Regions from separate parts of the Mus musculus genome. Here region 1 is linked to region 2. The links are chromatin contacts, called in public HiChIP or PLAC-seq maps. All regions are on one chromosome and are shown on one strand. Each heading gives the region's core, a stretch centred on a gene start, on an enhancer-like site or on the middle of the called end of the contact. The rest is flanking DNA. Distances are from core to core; before and after follow the strand shown.

The links. HiChIP or PLAC-seq counts read pairs in DNA pulled down with a chosen protein or histone mark.
Region 1: a contact with region 2 is called in an H3K27ac HiChIP or PLAC-seq map of microglia, with 3 times the contacts expected there. The contact joins two enhancer-like sites. A contact is called at or near these places in 2 of 484 Hi-C or Micro-C datasets (the HPC-7 cell line and embryonic stem cells) and 2 of 115 datasets of contacts at active chromatin or transcription factors (the SCID.adh cell line and microglia).

Annotation. Positions count from the first base shown.
Region 1 is chr1:180,539,472-180,542,978 of GRCm38.p6, forward strand. All of the region lies in intron 3 of Gm31986 (a long non-coding RNA gene), which reads right to left. Among named protein-coding and RNA genes, the nearest start is that of Parp1, 28 kb to the right of the region's middle. Within about 2 kb of position 2,025, at least 86 of the 459 cell types and tissues checked have an H3K27ac peak or open chromatin away from gene starts, as enhancers often do. A contact at or near this core is called in the HPC-7 cell line, the SCID.adh cell line and microglia, where this site is marked.
Region 2 is chr1:180,301,460-180,305,082 of GRCm38.p6, forward strand. Gm39713 (a long non-coding RNA gene) reads right to left here. Exons shown (of 4, transcript XR_865777.2): 4 at 1,743-1,795. Among named protein-coding and RNA genes, the nearest start is that of Gm39713, 5.8 kb to the right of the region's middle. Within about 2 kb of position 1,497, at least 74 of the 459 cell types and tissues checked have an H3K27ac peak or open chromatin away from gene starts, as enhancers often do. A contact at or near this core is called in the HPC-7 cell line, the SCID.adh cell line and microglia, where this site is marked.

The sequences.
Region 1 (3,507 bases), core at 775-3,274, 240 kb after region 2:
CCAATGCTTTGATAAAAGGATCAGAGGAAGAAAATGTTTGACTTACCACCTACATCATGATCCAACACTGAGGGAAGTCAAGGCAGGAATCTAAAACTAGAACCTGGAGGCAGGAACTAAAACAGAGACCATGGAGGAACGCTGCTTACTGGTTCACCCTGCCTCCTTCCTTACACAGCTCAGGACCCAGGAATGGCAGTGCTCACAGTGAACTGGGCCCTCTTATATCGATTAGTGATTACGAAAATGCCCCTTCCGAGATGCCCACAGGCCAGTCTGACAGAGGCAGCTCCTCAACTGAGATTCTGTCTTTCTAGATATGTCAAGTTGATAACTAAAGCTAAGTAGGACACCATGTTTTTAAAAAGCTGGACATGATGGGGGCTGGTGAGATGGCTCAGCGGTTAAGAGCGCCGACTGCTCTTCCAAAGGTCCTGAGTTCAAATCCCAGCAACCACATGGTGGCTCACAACCATCCATAATGAAATCTGATGCCCTCTTCTGGTGTGTCTGAAGACAGCTACAGTGTACTTACATATAATAAATAAATAAGAAAGAAAGGAAAGAAAGGAAAGAAAGGAAAGAAAGGAAAGAAAGGAAAGAAAGGAAAGAAAGGAAAGAAAGGAAGGAAGGAAGGAAGAAAGAGAGAAAGAAAGAAAGAAAGAAAGAAAGAAAGAAAGAAAGAAAGAAAGAAAGAAAGAAAGAAAAGAAAACAAAAGAAAAAGATCTGGGCAGTGGTGGTGCATGCCTTTAAAAAAAAAAAAGCTGGACATGGGAGACTACAAAGAAGCCTCAGCCCTCTTCCAGAGGGTCCAACTCTGGTTCCCATCTCCATGTCAGGTGAGCCTTAATTATGTAGCTCTAGATCCAGGGGCTTCAATGTATTCTTCTGACCTCTGCAGGAATCCACACACATGTGACATATATCCACACAAACACACATAAATACACATAAGTAAATAAAAATAAACCTTAAAAAAATCCAGGCATGATCATAAGTGCATATAATGCCAGTGTTGAGGACAGAGACAGACAGATCCCAGGAGTTCACCAGCCAGCAGTGAGTGGCAGGGTCAAGAGAGACCCAGTCTCCAGGGTAAGGCAGCAAACAATAGAACAAGTCACCTCATGTCCTTCTTTTGCCTTGACATGATGTGTGCATCTATACACACAATGTGCAGACAGACAGACACACACACACATACACACACACACATACACATACACACACACACTAGCTTTGTTTAAAAAATAAATTAAACCACACTGAAATACTCTTTACCTATCAGAATGACAGAATTCTAAACACTTGGTCACATAGCCTGTTGGTAAGCAAGGGAAACAGCGCTCTTGCTGCTTGTAATTTTGCTTGTGGTAATAAAAGCAGGTTGTTTATAGAAGACAATTTCCCAAATCAATCAAATCTGGAACTATGTGTTCCACTGACTTAGCAATTACATTTCTGGAATGTATGCTACAGGAATAGTGTTCACATGCAAAAAACAAATTATGTACAAGGTTTTCCATTGCAATACAGCAAAATTCTGGAAACAGCCTAAAGGCCCAACAGTCCTGCTTATTACATCCCTGTTGCTATAATAAATACCCTGACAAAAGCAGCTTAGGGAGAAAAGGTTGATTCTGGCTCATACTTTGAGGTTATAATCTATCATATAAGTATCAAAGGATCAATTTAGTGTATTTTTGTATTACATTTTGTTAGAATGTTTCACTTTTAAAGGGGGGGTGCCCATCTGAGGTCCCCACCAAGATGGTTTCCTCCAGGGAATTTCCTTGAAGGGCTCCCAGCCTAGGCTGCAGGTGCCTCAGAGCCCCAAGAAGCACAAGGAGGCTGCCAAGAAAGTACAAGCATGTGGCTCCCCAGAGAAACACTTCAATTCTCCTCAGCAAATGTCTCCTTGGGTTTTATGAAAACCTGCCTGCTTTTGACAGGCTAGGGCTGACCAAAGGAAGCTGCTACTCTCTAGGGCTTTGTCTCTGACAACAGATTCTCCCTGGGGACTTCCTGGAGAGCCCCTCTAGGGCACATAACAACCAGACTGCTTTCTAAATAGAGAGCTGATGTCTCTGGTTTCCCCTTCTTCCTGTTACTGCAAACAGGCTCGGTTCAGTCTGCGCCTTGGTCAGCTCCCCATTGTAAAGTCTGGGTTGCATTTACCATCCAAAGGACAAGCTCTTCCCTGTCCTCTCACTTTGTGTAGGCAGGAACAGAAGCCCCAAACTCACTCACTCCTAAGGACCCTCTGGAACCCTGCTTCCTGCCCCAAGTCCAATGTATAACAAAGCTCCCATCTCTGTCAGAGCTCCCGCTTGCCTCCGCTAAAAGGACATGCAGAAGTCTTAAGTTTCAGCTCCATCCAAGTACCACAGCCCAGAGGAGGATGTTCATACACTCAGCAAACCAGAAGAGATGTCCATCCCCACCAGACATAAGCCAACGGCTCCCAACCAAAGACTAATGTCCTTCCATGAGGAGAACCTAATTTGACTTCTCTCCTCGTTCAATGCTGTCTCCAGCAGGGACTCAGCCTTCATTAATATGTGTAGTCTGGAGCCCAGAGCTGCCTGCCAAGCCTCCAGCTAATTGGAAATTGACAGTCTCTGCCTGAGAGAAGACAGGCTCTTCCCATAGTCTCTGGGCCTCCGATTCCACACAGGCTGGAGTCTGCTGCCCAGATCGGGAGTGTTTTAGTCAGGCATTCCGTTGCTACAACAGATACCGGAGAAAATGACTTACAAGGAAGAAAAGATTGTTGCGGCTCATGGTTTCGGGGTTTTAGTTCAGGGTTACTGGGCTCTTAGCTTCTGGGCTCAGAGTGAGGCAGAACGTCCTGGTAGGATTTATAATGAAGTGGAGCAGCTTAGCTCATGGCAGAGAAGCAGAAACAGGAAAAGGGACAAGATATATCTTTCTAAGGCACTCCCTCAGTGGCTCACTTCCTCCAACTAGTTCTGTCTTCCTACTTTTTAATACCTCCTAATTATACTTCCACATTATGAATCCACCAAGAGATTGGTTAATTAGGCCAGAATCGTCACCATTCAAGAGCCTCCCCAAAACCTCTCATCCAGCCACCAAGGCCCCACCAAGTATATGCGCCTCGGGGAAGGCATTCAAAACACAACAGAGGGCGATCCCACTGTAGCCTACGGGACACCATGTGAACATGTGAACGTCTAGAACTTTAAGGCAGCATTACTGTTTTAACATTTCATTTATTGGGGTGGGGGCTCATCATGTACACACACAGAGGTCAGAGGACACTGTGTGGGGAGTCAGTTCTCTCCTTCCACAGTGTGGGCCCCAGGGATCAAACTCAAGTCATCTCTTAATAGCAAGAGCCTTTACCCATTGAGCCGTCTTGTCAGCCCAACTCTAAATTCTTAACCAGGAAGCTAGGGTGATGATTCAGTCATTAGAGTAGCTGCTGCGGTGTAAGTGTAAGGACCTGAGTTATAGAAGCTGGGGGCAATGGCACAGATCTA
Region 2 (3,623 bases), core at 247-2,746:
TCCTTGGGTATTTAAATGAGGGCAAACATGACTAACATACCAAATATGTGTAATGCAATTTGCTTTTCCAGCTAAGCCTGATGCATGTTCGGGTTGAGCCCTGTACTTTTAGTAAGAACTCTGTAAAGGACATATGCAAAGATCTAGACGTTTATTGACAAAGTCTCATCTGAACTTACACTATTAGGCTACACTAGAGACTATGTAATGCCTTCAAGTGCTCTACACTATAAATGTTATAACTAAGAAAGGCTGGTTATAATTACACTCCACAGAGTCAGGTATATAGGGCTGTAACCTATAATCCCAGCACTTAAGAGGCAGGAAGATCACCCTCAAGTTCAAGGTCAGCCTGGTCTACATAGCGAGTTCCAGATCAGTCAGGACTACCTAGTAAGGCCCTATTCCAAAAACAGAAAGATTCCCTTCCACCTTTGCCTTTCAGTCTTATATATAAGACAATCAGTGGGGCTGTAGCTCAATGCTAGAGACCTCCCTTGCATGTATCAAGCCCTAGGTCCAATCCTCAGGCCGGAAAAACAAGCTATATAGACAATTAGGACAGGAGACAGACCCATGTCTCAGAATTGTCCCAAATGTCGGTGGAAAGGAGTCACACATTTTGCACAGGAGACGGGAAGAGTCTGAAAGCACACACCACCCGGTCTACAAATCTAGCCCTGCCTCTTTACACAGTCATTGACGAAAGACGGACTGTGTGGTAAACGGCTGCTGGTCCACAGGAACCAGCCTGGTCTGCAGGGACTACTCTACAAAGTCTTTGATGAGACATTCAAAATTTTTTCTCTGTGGATCCTGTGGCCTGCAAGGTGGCTTTCCTGGCCATGGTGGGCATGATGGGGTAGACAGGGAATGTTTGATGGGGGAGGCAGGCAGCACAGCCTTGTGCTCTAAGGACAAGCTTTCCCAAGAGGAATGTAACATGAATGCTGTTCTAGTCACACCCAAATCCTGGGCAAAGGTTCCCTGCTGTGAAAACTGCAGCAAATCGTCTCCCAAAGGGCAGCCACCAAGACCGGAGTATCGGAGTATCACTGCTGTCCCTGCTCCAGGGGAACAAGAGGACTTCCTTCTTACTTTCTTCACACCCAGAAATGACACAGCCACATCTCTCTGTCGTGCCTATGGTTCCAGCGACTCTAGAGACCAGCCCTAGAGATCAGAGCCCCTTCAAGGCGTCCCTTCAAGTCTCACAAAGGCAGCTCCTGACTTCACTGGACAGCGAGGACTTTTGACTGCATGCTCTGTGGTTTCCTGTTCATCTCATCCATATGAAAGGTGGTGGCTTATCACAACAGCGTCAAGATGGGAAATACATTTTTATGCAAGCCAAGGCCAAAGCTGAGGAGCTGGGGGTGGGGGGCAGGGCTAAGGAGATGAGGGGGAATGGGAAGTTCAAGGCTGACACACTGCAGGCCAGAGAAGCAGCCTTCGCTCTTTTCCGGCCCTAAGAATAAAAACTCCCTGATAGGGCGGCGTTCTTCTTCCCTATTATGGACATGTGGTTTGGACCTGGAGAACAATTGTTCCCTATAAACAGAGGTGGGCAGCCCTGCTTTCCCTTCCTTTTCCTTTGAGAGTCATACAGGCTGATGTGGCCCTAGACACCCTCCAACTACAGATTACACTCTGTTTGAATTAATAAAACCTTGTTGGGTTTATTGCTGGTTTTAGGGCTCAGTCCCTTATTTGGCTTTGAAAAAGGATACATCTCTGCTGATTCATAGCTCCCCTATTGTACTGGACACATGAAGGATATAAGGACACCCGGAGCCTGGGAACAAGGGGACAAAAGAATCAAATGACAAAGTGAAGGGGTGGAAGCCATTGATGCCACCCTGAGTCTGTCCCTGTGTGCCTAAGCACAAATGCTCATTAAATGACACTTCTGTTGATAAGAAGGGGCTTCTGGGGGCTGGGAGTTTATCCAGGTACACGGTGTTAATGTAGAGAGAGGTCCACGGATGATGGGGGGGGGCTTTGTAGTCACATAAGGATGGGCTAAACTAACCAGCTCTTTGTGTACCCCAAGGATCACTGTCCCCTCTGAACCTCAGCTTCCTTACTTGCAAAGCCAGATGAAGAACACAGAGGAAAGGGGTGGCCAGTGGAACACAGCAGTGCAGGGAGGGGGCCTTTGGGGGAGACTGGCTGGCAAGCCAGCAAGTGACCCCTTAGGGTCACAGCTAACCAGGCAGAGGCACCACGGGTTAGATTCAGTCACTACGGGTAGTACCGGCTTTGTAATCTGATTTCACACTCTATCAGAACACCCTGTTTTCAATAGGTTAATTAATGTTAGTCTGACTCATAGATGAGAGACTACCCTGTCACTGATGCAAATGAGACATTTTGGCCTCTGGAAAACCCTGTGCTCTGAGCACTCTTAGTTGATGGGGAAGCACGGAGGAAATGTGGTTGAGAATCAGTGAGACTAGATGGTGCTAATTAAATGAGATGGTCTATTAGCTGCTTACGTCACAGTTCTCTTCCCTATACATCACACCAAACAACTTTCCTTTCCTGTTGTTGAGTGTCCGTTCATTCACTTTCCCCTTCTATGCATACTTCTTAACAATGCTCAAATTTTTAATCTAGAATCGTGGGCACACTCACTGACCCATAGGTATCTATGAGACAAGTGCCACTTGCAAGTTCTGTTCTTCTCTAGCTATAATAATAATAATAATAATAATAATAATAATAATAATAAAAGATACTTATCCCATACCCCAGACAAACCATCAGTGAAGGCAGATGTATGACTTCATCTGACCCCGTTAGATCTTGAGAATCTTATTGGGTGTATAGAGGTGGAGCACTCTCCTTTGGTCGGGCCTCTGTAGTTTGTAGATTTGAACCTGAAATATGGTTAGCAGCCAACTTGCCTCTCTAAGGATGTAGTTGAGGAAGACAGGACCCAGAAAACCATGGGCAATAGGCCTGGAGTTCTGATCAAGCTCTTTATGTAGCCCACTTCTCCTAAACAAATGCTTCCCAAAGGGGAGGGGAGAGAGAATCTGCCATCCACCTAACTTCAAGCCTGCGGACTTAGGCCAGGAATAGACCACATAACCTGCTTTTTTACTTGATAGAATTCACCTCTCTGCTCCTCCAGGTCTCCAGCTGCTTCACTTCAGGTCCAAGGGCTTCCCAGCCTCTGTAGTTGTGGAGACCAACACCTGCTAATATGTCTGCCCTATTTCCCTGATGATCTCCTGCTTCCTGAGCCCACATGTACAGCCATCCCCTGGAGACCTCTGACCCACACAGAATGGGCCAGAGAAAAAGTTGCTAGTTGCTGAGGCTCTGTCCACTGCAGATGGGAAACAGTTGCATCCCTCCACAACAGCTCCTGTGGGCTGTGTATGTGTTTGTCAGTGAGCTCCGTGGTCTTGCTTTGTACCTATAGTGAGGCAGAACATCACAGCAAAAGCCTAAGACTGAAGTATCAAGTATTCTGTTCACCTCATGATAGCCAAAGAGAATGATGCAAAGAGTGTCATTTTATACTAAAAACACACTTTAAGCTTTAAAAAACAAAAACAAGGAAAACACCAGGCAACTAAGAACAACAACTGTCTTTGGCTACAGGGTTCAGG